Linked DNA regions of Mus musculus: regions 1 and 3 are each linked to region 2. Evidence: chromatin contacts called from public Hi-C data. All regions are on one chromosome and are shown on one strand. Each heading gives the region's core, a stretch centred on a gene start, on an enhancer-like site or on the middle of the called end of the contact. The rest is flanking DNA. Distances are from core to core; before and after follow the strand shown.

What was found. A called contact is a pair of places that touch in the nucleus more often than the background predicts.
Region 1: a Hi-C map of liver shows a contact between it and region 2, with 3 times the contacts expected there. The contact joins two enhancer-like sites. A contact is called at or near these places in 1 of 484 Hi-C or Micro-C datasets (liver) and 2 of 115 datasets of contacts at active chromatin or transcription factors (CD8 T cells and memory CD8 T cells).
Region 3: a contact with region 2 is called in a Hi-C map of liver, with 3 times the contacts expected there. The contact joins two enhancer-like sites. A contact is called at or near these places in 2 of 484 Hi-C or Micro-C datasets (both in liver) and 1 of 115 datasets of contacts at active chromatin or transcription factors (CD8 T cells).

Annotation. Positions count from the first base shown.
Region 1 is chr12:25,859,890-25,864,111 of GRCm38.p6, reverse strand. No RefSeq gene overlaps it. Among named protein-coding and RNA genes, the nearest start is that of Gm29835, 120 kb to the left of the region's middle. Within about 2 kb of position 2,826, at least 4 of the 459 cell types and tissues checked have an H3K27ac peak or open chromatin away from gene starts, as enhancers often do. A contact at or near this core is called in liver, where this site is marked.
Region 2 is chr12:25,380,391-25,384,198 of GRCm38.p6, reverse strand. Gm36723 (a long non-coding RNA gene) reads right to left here. Exons shown (of 12, transcript XR_001780577.2): 2 at 1,732-3,808. Among named protein-coding and RNA genes, the nearest start is that of Gm36723, 26 kb to the right of the region's middle. Within about 2 kb of position 2,453, at least 13 of the 459 cell types and tissues checked have an H3K27ac peak or open chromatin away from gene starts, as enhancers often do. A contact at or near this core is called in liver, where this site is marked.
Region 3 is chr12:25,825,573-25,829,676 of GRCm38.p6, reverse strand. No RefSeq gene overlaps it. Among named protein-coding and RNA genes, the nearest start is that of Gm29835, 150 kb to the left of the region's middle. Within about 2 kb of position 2,681, at least 3 of the 459 cell types and tissues checked have an H3K27ac peak or open chromatin away from gene starts, as enhancers often do. A contact at or near this core is called in liver, where this site is marked.

The sequences.
Region 1 (4,222 bases), core at 1,577-4,076, 480 kb before region 2:
TTTTCTGTCACCAGTTGTGCCCTGTGTTTAGATCACAGACTGCACATGCAAGTCAAAGTCACCAGGGAGAGGCAAAAGAAAACTAAGTGAGAAAATGCCCAGAGAATCCAGAGCAGCAACAGAGCAAGCCTAAGCTTCGATGAGAACAGGGATAGCCCAGCTCACTTCCAGGGCAGGTCTCACAGGAAGCAGCATCTTACCAACAGTGTCTTGATGGCGGCAAGGGGAGGGGAGGAATAACAGGATGGAACAGGAACATGGTGAGAAAGTGGGATGAGACATCGATTGTTAAAGCAGAGAGAATATAAAATAAAGGGAGTTAGAGCAGGGCAAACAGCAAAATAGAGTGGTGTACGCTTTTAGTGCCTGCATTTGTCAGGCAGAGGCAGGAGAAACTCTGAGTTTGACGAAAGCTTGGTGTCCATCACAAGTTTCAGAATGGGAAGAGTAAGCACTTAAAACTCCAGACTCCGGAAGGGGAGGCAAGTAGGCTGACCACTGGAGGTCACTGGTCGGCCATCCTAGTCTACTTGGCAGGCTGTGAGAGACCCTGTCCCAAAACAGTCAGGGGTCAGGAATTAGAGGACACTTGATAAAGGACACAACTCACTCACATGAAAACACATGCACACGTACACACATGAGAAGGGGTCCATCCTTGAAAATGCCAGAAAGAAAATATTTCACGTAGAGAGGGGGCTGAGGCCTGCAAAGGCTCACAGTAACCAAAGGACACAGGGACTTTGAAGTTCACCCTGACAAATCTGGAATCTCACTGGAGAATTTTAAACAAGAGAGCATCAGCTACCTGGAACACACAGATAACGACTGTAAAGATCACTCCTGGGGCCCTGAGAATTTCAGAGGCTCTGACTGTAAAACCCAGAGAGGCCTTCTGAAAAGCCACTGTGGCTCTTCAGGAGGAAGGCATCTCCAGAGCTCTTCAATGCCAGGCATCTACCATTGGTTTGGGGCATTTAGCTAACATATGCAGGTCATGTGAGGGGTTCCCATGGTACACACAAATGCTGGTGAAAACCTGAAGTTGACTTTCTGACTTCCTGGTGACCATTTTAGCACCATCACAATGAAAAGACACAATGCAATCCATTTGGGGATAATCACTATAGAGTGTTTTAATCCCCTAGGCATGAGGTCTGTGGTTGCCCATCACAGATTTCAACTCCTATTTTTTTCTCTTATCTCTGTTCTCCCTCCCACTTCTCAGCTTCAAGATGCCTGTCTCCTCTTTTGCTCTGTTTAGAGACAGTCTTTAGAGTAAGACCTAAGGAGGCTTGATCTGGTATTATACAGACTCTTCCAAGGGAGTCAGCTAAACAGGGAACCTGTAAACCATGCATGAGCACTGTGGCAAAGATGGCCTCACTTCTGACTCGGATCTCCAGGTTGGTCTGAGAACATATCATTTTACTTGGCTGGTTTCCAGAAAATTATTTACCTATGCTTATTTATGTGTCAGCCCATGAAGCTGGCAAACCACAAAGAAAGCCTCTTTTCCCCCACATACTAGCCAGCATTTCTGGTGTGAACCTCAGAAGAAGTGGGCAGTCTCTTCTTAAAGAACTTGAAGACCTTGACATTTTTCCAGCATAGGAATTTGAGGTCTGCCATTGACGAGAGAAAAAAAAAAAAAAGCGCTTCCAACTAGTGGTAAGAGTAAAAGTGTGTATGCCCCTCCTTAGAATTGGGAACAAAACACCCATGGAAGGAGTTACAGAGACAAAGTTTGGAGCTGAGATGAAAGGATGGACCATGTAGAGACTGCCATATCCAGGGATCCACCCCATAATCAGCATCCAAACGCTGACACCATTGCAAACACTAGCAAGATTTTATTGAAAGGACCCAGATGTAGCTGTCTCTTGTGAGACTATGCCGGGGCCTAGCAAACACAGAAGTGGATGCTCACAGTCAGCTAATGGATGGATCACAGGGCTCCCAATGGAGGAGCTAGAGAAAGTACCCAAGGAGCTAAAGGGATCTGCAACCCTATAGGTGGAACAACATTATGAACTAACCAGTACCCCGGAGCTCTTGACTCTAGCTGCATATGTATCAAAAGATGGCCTAGTCGGCCATCACTGGAAAGAGTGACCCATTGGACATGCAAACTTTATATGCCCCAGTACAGGGGAACGCCAGGGCCAAAAAGGGGGAGTGGGTGGGTAGGGGAGTGGGGGTGGGTGGGTATGGGGGGACTTTTGGTATAGCATTGGAAATGTAAATGAGCTAAATACCTAATAAAAATGGGAAAAAAGGAGTAAAAGTGTGGAGGGGGCAAAGATGGGGCCCTCTGGCTTGGCCCATTGTTCTCATCATCAGGATTGTCTGACCTTTACTGAAAGCTCTACAACACTTGTGTAGCATTGACAGTACAGGTCATAGATGGTGTGTGATACCCTGTACAGAGTTCCTCTCCTCATCTTTCCACCTTTGTCTCCTCTCACTATGCTACCCACTACTCTCCATAGTTTCATTGCTTCTGAAAAAATAAGATAAATGATAGACAGACAGATAGACAAACAGATAGATAGATGATAGATGGATAGATAGATGATGGATAGATAGAGGATTGAGCACATGTAGTATACTAATGTATATCAGACACTGCTTTTTCTGAGTCCTCCAAAAAGCCTTTCTCCTATATTGGAACCATGAACTAAGGATCCTTTACAACTACGGAAATTATCCCTTTGAAGAGTATTACAGAAAGAGCAAGGACCACGTGGAAAGCCATGTTTGGAATTGCAGAAAGCAAGCTTCAACTCTGACCCAAATCCTTGCCAATGCTGTTCAGTTGAACCAGTTAGAAGTGTCACTGAACCTTTATTTCAACATTTGCAAAGAAAAATATCAAGTGGCCCAGAGGATCTATGCATGAATGATTGGATGAATCACAGCCAACTATTACCTGAGTCAGATTCGGGACTTTATGTAGAAAATGGAAAGTTCCCTTACCAAACTGGATCAGCTCTCAAACCCAGTCCCACTCTACATTGTTTTTCTGGTTTTTAATTCTTGAGCTTAGTTGCTCTGAACAAAATCTCCCTCATTGCTGGCCCCTCTGCCGTGTGTGTGTGTGTGTGTGTGTTTCCCCCTCTCCCCTTCTTTCACTGTTTTCTATTCATTCCTTTCATCTTTCTTTCCTTGCTTCTTTTTATTTATTTTTCTTCTTCTATTATACCAAATAAGTCCTGATAAAGATGAGGATCATGTCAAGGTGAATCTTCAGTAAACAAAACCACTTTAATAAATATCAAGGCATCTCAACAATGACAGATCAACATAGATGACAGAAATTTGGTAGGAAGACATTTAGTTTCCAAAACATGTTTCAGGGAACCAAATATCAGATTAGCTGCAGATGTCCCTGTCCATGGCCATGTGTGTTCCTAGAGACAGTTAGCCCATACTCAGTTGTCCTTGTCTGGGCAGTTTTGATTAAGGAACCCTCCCTGTCACCTCTGATGGGTCTTGAAGATAACTGAGCACTTCTTGATTCCCTATATATTTGTGTGTGTTTCAGGTGTGATAGCCAAGTGTAGCCTGCCCTGCTGTCCTCAGTACATCTCCTGCCTGAAGCTTAGACTTAGAAGCAAGAACATGTCATTTCTTGTTCCCAGGCCAGGACTCCATCATGTCCATTTTTCCCATGAAGTCTTGGCACTAGCCTCTTCTTTAATGGAGGAGGCTCCTCTGGATGATACAGAGAACTCTCAGTGGGAACTAGACTTAAATTCATGATTCTCTTCTTACTCTCAATTTTCTTTTCTTGGTTGAGTGTCAAAGTCATCAGACAACTTACATTTCACATAGACTATCACATACAAACAGAAGGAACAACGCTACAGTATTTGCTGAGCATGAGGGACACAATGGCCAGTGCCAGGCACCTCACATTATCATAGCCCAAATGATGCAGTCCAACTTTAGGTCCAGTGGGACTGGGGCTCACATGACATCTTTATACATCTCAAGTTACTGACAAATGCTCTTCTGCCCCACTATTTCGTGAGTTAGTTGCTTTTGTGGTATGGATGTGTTACAGTTTTTCCAGCCACAGAGCTGCCACACAGGCTTGTAGTCTTTGTGTCACATACTATTAGATTTCTGTCCTTTTCATAATGTGCTGATAGTTTTATGTCAACTTGTCACAAGATAAAGTCATCTAAGAGAATAGACGCTCTCGATTAAGAAAATG
Region 2 (3,808 bases), core at 1,204-3,703:
TCTCCCTATCTCCCTCCCTCTCCCTCACCTGCATTCTCTCTTTTCTAGAGGAGCATCTTCCTTGGCCCCTCCCCCTCACACCCACCAGGCCTGGCTCTTCTGAATGCCTCACCTTGGCTCTAGCTCTTATCTCACTGTGCAGATTTCCATCTGTTTGGAATGAAGGGTCTCTGAAGCTGAGCATGAATCTAATTGGTGTCTAAAGTTCAGTACAGTTCACAGCTGCTTCATACTAAAAGCTTAATGAGAAGCTAGGCATGGTGATGCACACCCATAACCCAGTTCTTAGGAGGCTGGGGATGTCTGGCAAGTATAGTGAGACTCTAAGTCAAAACCAATGTTTGCTGAATGAATGAGTGAATGAATGAATGAATGAATGAATGAATGAATGAATGAATGAATGAATGAATGAATGAGTGAATGAGTAAATGAGTGAATGAATGAATGAATGAATGAATGAATGAATGAATGAATGAATGAGTGGGTGAGTGAATGAGTAAATGAGTGAATGAATGGATGAATAAATGATGAGTCATCTACCAAACCTGAAGAAGTAGAGATGATTCAGAAAAGCACTCATCTGCTAGGCGCCTGCTAAGGGCCAACTCTGCTGCTAGATGGAGAGTCTTGGACTTCACAGAATAGGAGGACAGGAAATGGCCAAGCTTCACCCCTCTGAAAAGGCCCACCGCCTCACTTCCAAGTGCTTGTTTAATCTCATACATCCCTAGTCCAAGTCTCTTCTCTGTTCTCTATGTATATGGCAGAACAAGAAAACAGAGCGAATGCTGCTGTGGGCCCGCCTGGCCACTGAGGGCTGTTGCTAGGTTTCAGTCAGTAAAAATATCAGATTCCCCTCGAGAAAAGGTGGAGAAGCCCACAGAGCCTGATAACTTAGGAGAAGCAGGAATGTTCCCTAAGGTGAGGACTGGACAGAGCCAGACCAGCTCGCACAGCTGTGATCTCACACATAAGCCATGCAGAAGGGACAGGAACAGAACAGCTGTACACGTGGACAAAAGGTAGAAGAAAATCCCCACCACAGCAGCCTGCTGGATAGAGGGGCTGACACACGACTGGATGTGCCCCAGGGTGGTGCCAGGGACGTCTTTCCTGAGTGACCTTGTCTTCTAGGTGTTAAGTCAGGTTTACACAGTGAAGAACAATCTAGTGTGGCTCCTAAGTCCCCCTGAAGTCCCTCCATCACTCTAAGGTGCAGGAGCACAAGCGGCTTGTGCATTTCATTTTCTCAGCAGACATGGATTTTCAAAATGAACTTCCTGAGCGCGGGCTCTCACTGCCATTAGCACTGAGACATCAGGCCAATTCTTTAGCATTCCTGTACCTCAGCTCGCCATCTGAAACTGGGATAAGGCCAGTACTTCCCCAAGAGAGTTTCCCTTGGTGTTAGATGAGGTAAGACATACAAAGGGCACAGAATAGTCTCTGGCCATCAGGCAGTACTGTGTGTATCATGCTCACTAGTTATATGTTAATATAGGTCACAGGGAAAGATTATATGACCCAGTTAGCAGCCATCCAGTAGACAAAGGGAGAGAACACTTCCTTGTGTAAACCCAGTGGTAGCCAGCATGCAGTAGTGGCAGGTACATGTACAGGTGTGGCTGCACTCACACTGGGTATTTATATTGAAGTGGTGACAGTCATTTGCAAGTATTAGATAGCTTACCTGCCGAGCTTCAATAAGTGAAAACTGACAAGCCAACGTACCTGTGTTTGGGAAGCATATAAGACACCGGTCTCACTCTCAGACCCTCCAGCCAGTTCCTTAGTATGACTTGGAGATATAACTCAACATCTCTGGGCATCTGCTTCCTCTTGCAAAATATCAGGGCTTTCCAACAGAAAGGACTCAGAGAAGGACATGACATGTCCCAGTTCAATGACGCATGTCGAGCTATGCTGAGTTGCTTCCTGGGGTCTCAGAACATCCTTGAGAGTTGGTCAGATAGGCTTTGTGGCTCATCTATTCAGATGAGGTAAGGATCAGAAGTCATTGGCCCAAGCTTCCAGGGTATAGCAGAATTAGTGATTAAGTTTAGGTCTCTTGGCCCTTGGAGCCTAGAAGACTCACCACAGCAAGTCCGAGTGAGTGAGCTTAAAGAAGGGAAAGGGGATTACTAAGTTATACAACTAAACAAGCAAGGAAGGGAATCTTTCTAGCCCTCTCTGCCAGGATGTTAGGCACTTGGCCTCTATGATTGACAGCGAGCAGAATGGTATAGGGGTGGAGATTTTTATGATGCTCAGCCTTGTCTGGGTGGGTGGGGGGTTGTGGATAGGAGGAAGTTGCACTCTGGTGGCTTTGTGTAATAATTTTCCAAGGCTAACAGGATGTTTCTCTCTTCAAACAAATCTGATGTCCTTGTGCCCCATGGCCCTTGGAGCAGATCAGTTACAAAGACAACTTTGCCAAGACGGTCAGGCACATGCCTCCCCTTTGCAATCGACCTTTGGAAGCCTTTGATGTGCTGGCCACTGTCTCCCTCCCAGGGGCCCGTTTTTCTGGGCTCAGTTATCAAGTCCATTTTGAAGCAGTATCTTTTGAAAGAGGTTTCTTTGAAAAATAGTCATTTCAAAGAATATTTTCAGTCAACATTTCGACAAACAGCTGTACGAACATTGAAGTGTCTTCTCACTCCAGCCATCGGGCTGTCTGCCCCTGATAGCTAGAAGCAATCCAGGATTATCACAATCTCCAAAGTCTTGCCTAAGCACGGAGGGACAGTGTAGGGCTGGCGAGAGCACAGCCATCCCTATCTGCCCATTCTCTTGTTCCTTCACTACAGAAAGACACACTGAGCTCCATGCTGTACTCCATCCTAGAGAGGAATGAGACAAGTCCTGCCTCGGAGAGGCTTGCAAAATGCAAGGAAGAACAACACGATCAACACCCTTAAGACAAGCAGTTTCTAAAAAGGATGTTCAGAATATATTTGGAGACTCCAACAGAGAGATGGGTCGTCAGTGGAGCTGGAGAAAGATTCCAAGATGGAGACTTGAAGGATCAATGGGTCTCTTCTGTCCTGTATCTCTAGAAGGTGGCAGCCAGAGGTGTGCCAAAAAGAAAACACTACCTTGATGCCCTTCATGTTACATTCCCACTTACTACAGAAACTTCAGACTACTGATAAACACCGAAGAGACCTGGCTGAGGAGAGACAGCTGGTAGCATGTCACTACAAATATGAGGGACACAGGACCTTCAGGACAAAAGACAAAAGTAATACAATTATTGGGAAGCAATGGATTTGATGACGGTATCTGTTGCTTCTAGAATCCAAACTCTGTGCAAGTTTTCCAGTTGACTTTAAAACTGTGATGTTGATCACTAAGCTGCTCCCCCAGAGTTCTCAGAGGCCACTGTCTCCTCATGTGCCAGCTTCCTCGCTGGGATTCCATCACTTGTTCCCACTGTGCCAGTTCAAAATGCCACCCACCCCTTACTGAAATCACCCCCCATTCTTCTATCTAGGTTCCCTGTTATGAAAGTAAAGGCCTCTGCTTCCACTCTGCCCGAGTTCCAATCCCTTCTCTGCAGTATAGTAGTGGTTACCTTGAGCAAATCCTTATATGATCCTTCCATTTTCAGGCCTTCTGGGCTATGTGTGGACGCTCTGTCTCTTCAGCTAAGTCCTTGCCACCCATCTTCCTACACACACAACCTTCCTAGGATACCTTCGGGCTCTTTTGGCCCAGGCACCTTTGTTTTGGGGGATTTACCAACTCCACCCTCCTTCAAATACACTTAGACCTGGCTTAGGGAGATTTTCCCAGCCACCAAGAA
Region 3 (4,104 bases), core at 1,432-3,931, 450 kb before region 2:
ATTATTGATGTCACTGTTGTTGTCTGACTCTTAATGCTTTAAGCTTAGATTTCTACAGGAATAAATAAGGGAAATTGAAACACATTCTCTAAAATACTAATTAATTGGAGGACTCGATCAGCCTCTATAAAAAGTCCTAAAAAGCACAAAGAAGCAAAACAAGCTCAAAGTTCTAAACCTAACCCAGCTAGGCAGACAAGGGTGCCATCTGAAATATGCCATTTGGGATCAGCCTGGGAAGTTTTGAAAACTGAGAGATGAAATCTTTGAGAACCCTTTCCTTTAGGAATAAAACTTGGATTTTATCCAAGGCAATAGCATAGGGAACGGAGAAGGAGAATTCCAAAGCACAAACACCAATGAGCTTTTGAGAGTCAAACATGGAGAAGAGCAAAAATGAAAATCCAAAGATGCAGGGAGTGAGACAAAGAAAAAAAAAAAAACTAATCTCCTACTGATGCGAAGACACCCGTGTTTCATCCAGCAGCCTTGGCCTTATGGGGCCTGGGAATCTGAAGAAAAAAAAAATGATGTTACCTTAACATACCCAGAGAGGAAGCAGATGCCTTTACTCTACCTGCCAGAAGTATGCAGGAGGACTTCCCACTTCCCAAGGCCCTGGAGAAAAGCAGTGTGGTGCAGAGAGGAACATCTGAATGGAAGGCAAGCTGTAGCTTCAGAGGAAGGGGTGGCCTGGGAAGTGGGCTCTCATTTGATCATTTGACTCAGCGATCTAAAGAAGATGGTCCAGAGAAATATGGGCAAGTCAATTTCTCCGTTGTATTTTCCAGGCATGTGTTTAAGAGAGTTGCCCTGGGCACGTGCACTCTGCCTGTGCGAAAACCCCTTTGTCTGGATGACTCTGCTCCCAGAGTTTGCATGGTCAGTCTCTAACTCTCAATGCTTGAGGCTCTGAGTGGTCATAAAGATAGGACCTTTAAGAAGACAAAGGATAGGGTATGGTTCTATTGGGAAAGAGATTCCTTTGCAAGCATGAAAATCAGAGCTCAGTTCTCAGCACTTATTGGTAAAATTGAAACAGCCAGGATGGTAATATCCATTTGTAACACCTACAATCAGGAAATAGGAGGATTCATAGGCTCTCCATGGCCAGCCAGTTTAGCCTAATCAGTCAGCCTCAGTCCAGTATGAGACCCTGTCTCAAAATATGATGAATGGCACCTGGGGGACAATTTCTGAGGTTTTCCTCTGGTCCCTATATACACACACATACTTATACCTGTGTGTGCATGCATTAGTGCATACACATAGAAACATGCCATCATACATAAATTCAGAATTTAAATGAGTTACCTAGCATACATTTGAATCCTCTGTGCTTGCATTTATTATTGGATGACCTGAGGACGTGGTCTCCCAGAGGGAAGACCATGTAAAGACACTGGGTGAGCAGCTGCTAGAAGCCAAGGAGACTAGCTCCAAAAGCAGCCCTGCCCACAGTGGACCATGGACTTCCAGCTTCTAGAAATATGATGAAATCAATGTTTGTTGTTTCTGGCACAAAGTGTAGCCCTTCCCAACAGAACTGAGGCTTTACTCCCATGTCCGTGAAGGATCAAGGTGAAGATGCTATCACATGCTTGCACTGGCTTGCTAGCCACAGCAAGCACAGTGCTAGCAACATGTAAAGATGAGGCCATGGAGGCCAAGGATGATCCAGGTGGGTGCAAAACAAGGATCAGAGCAAATGATGAGAGCCAGAAGATGGTCTGAGGGCAGTATTAGGCAGTGAGCTGGCAAATGGTTCCCCAATGATGGACTTGTATTTGACGTGTATTTGTGTCTGCTCTGGAACTTTGACATGAGGCTAGACCTCAGATAACAAAGTCCTGAAGATTGAGGCCAAACACCAAGATTTATTTAAAAATATTCCCTTCATGATTCAAATATGCAACTAGAAACTGACTTACAGAGAGTGTGAGACCTCGTCACAGCACCTCGGCATGATTACTTCTTCTCCCCTTTCGGCCTCTAAAATGTGAACACCACACAGTGACCTCTGCTTGCTCTGAACTTAGCCTGAAGAAGCACACCAAACATGACTGCTTGTGATGGGGAAAAAAAAAATCTCTTGTCATTCTGGCTTAGCTCTTTGTTTCTGGCTGAAGATAAAAGTAAAAAAAAAAAAAAAAAGTAGATTAAATGAAATTTCAAACTCAGAATAAATAATATAAGGACGTCAGCAGTATGTAAAATAAATGACTTGGGTGGGTGTGGTGGGATCTTATTTGTATCCGTGATTAAATGCATGCTGACTTTAATTCTTTCAGAAGTGACTTTTCACTAGTGTTTTAGATGTCTGTCACCTTTTCTTGTCAGGCTCTTTCAAAATATCCCTAAGTAAATTAAAAAAAAAATGGCTCTGAAACATCACGTGTCATTAAAAGGATGATTGCTGCACACTGCATGGAGATGGGTTATACTGTATCCCTGTATTTTGATTCCTAACAACGACAGGGATTTATGTCCTAGCTTAGCACCCCCTGCTTCACCAAGGCACTGTGCACTTTTTATCTGTAAGAAAATGTCAAAAGGGGGAGCTAGTTAGCTAATTGATTAGAGATTGGGGCTCAATGTTTGCAGGCAGAAGAGGCTTTCAGAGGTCATGGAAAGCCCTGGGCTGTGTTCTCACATTCTGCCCTGGGAAGGATTTTATCCCACCCCCCACCCCACCCCGTTTTCCCAGGAGGACAGCCCATTTCAGCCCTCTCCTGCCTCTCCCATCAGCCGAGCACAGGAGCTGATTACTGTTTGACAACAAGACAGAAGTGGATTTTAGCTGCGTAGCTCACAGAAGCTGAGCCACCAATGGAAAAACCGGTGGCTGAGCTCCACTCCTTGCAGTTTGGAGCCACAAAAGTACAAAGGTGAAAGAAAAGACTGCAGCAGAGGCCTGGGGCCTCCATTGAGCAGAAGCACATTCCTACCATCTTTCAGGGCAGCTCTGCACTCATGCTAATGCGTGCTAGTTCATGTGATGAGACTCTGTGAGCCAAACACGGGCCAAGTCATGATGAGAGGTGGGCATTGCCAGGCCCTCCCTCTGCTTCAGATTCTTCTCTAGTGTCTCTGGCCCTCTTCCTCCTCTCCCAGCATCGCTTCAGCCACCCAAGAACCTCACTTTCACCCTCTTCTGCTCAAGCTATTATTTTGGAACCAAGATCAAACAAAGTTGTTTTTCTGATTTTTTTTCCTGCTTGCTTTATCATTTTCTCCCTTAGAAAATCAGTTGCCGCCTACACTCGCACCTGTGTAAGGCAGCCCTGAGACACAGCATGGGCCCAGCCAAGCTCAGACTCTTGAGCAAACATCCCCCAAAGGGACCAGTAGCCTGTGTGCATGTATGTGTGTGACTGTCTGTTTCTATGAAACATTACCAGAATATACTAATGACTTATAATACATTGTATTCCTATCCATCAGAACCCTTAAGAAATGCCAGGTCTTTAATAGGAGGCACACGATATTAGGAATTCTAGGGGATCAGCACTTATTCTTGTGTAGAAATATGTGTGCATTTATAGACATACTTGATACACCTACAGTATTTTTATAATTTAAAAATTATTTCAATGCATTTTCTCATGTGATCTAGAGAAGAAAATAAAATAGAGCAGCCATCCCTCCAGCACATGGCTTCCTTCACATGGAATGCTCTCAGACTGTAGGATGGAACATGAGTGCAGTGTGTGTATCTGTGTATCTGTGTACATGCGTGCATGTATGCATGCATGTTTGGCTTGGCACATTGAAAAGTCAAAGGTCAAGACTCTAAGCTAACCAGATATAAGAGCTATGTTCATTGACGCACACCTGTGATCTCAGCATTCAAAGGACTGAAGCAGGAGGACTATTGCAAATCTAAGGCCAATCTGGTTTACATGGTAAGTAGTTCCAGACCAGCCAGGGCATCGCAGGAAGACTGCATAAGAGGTTCCTCTCCTCTCCTTTCCTCTTCTCTCCTCTCCTTTCCTTCTTTCTTTCCTCCCTCTCTTTGTTCTTTCTTTCTTCTCGTATTTTTGTCCTGAGCAAAGATCTCATATAACCCAGGCTGTCTGTCAACTCAATGATGACCCTAAACTT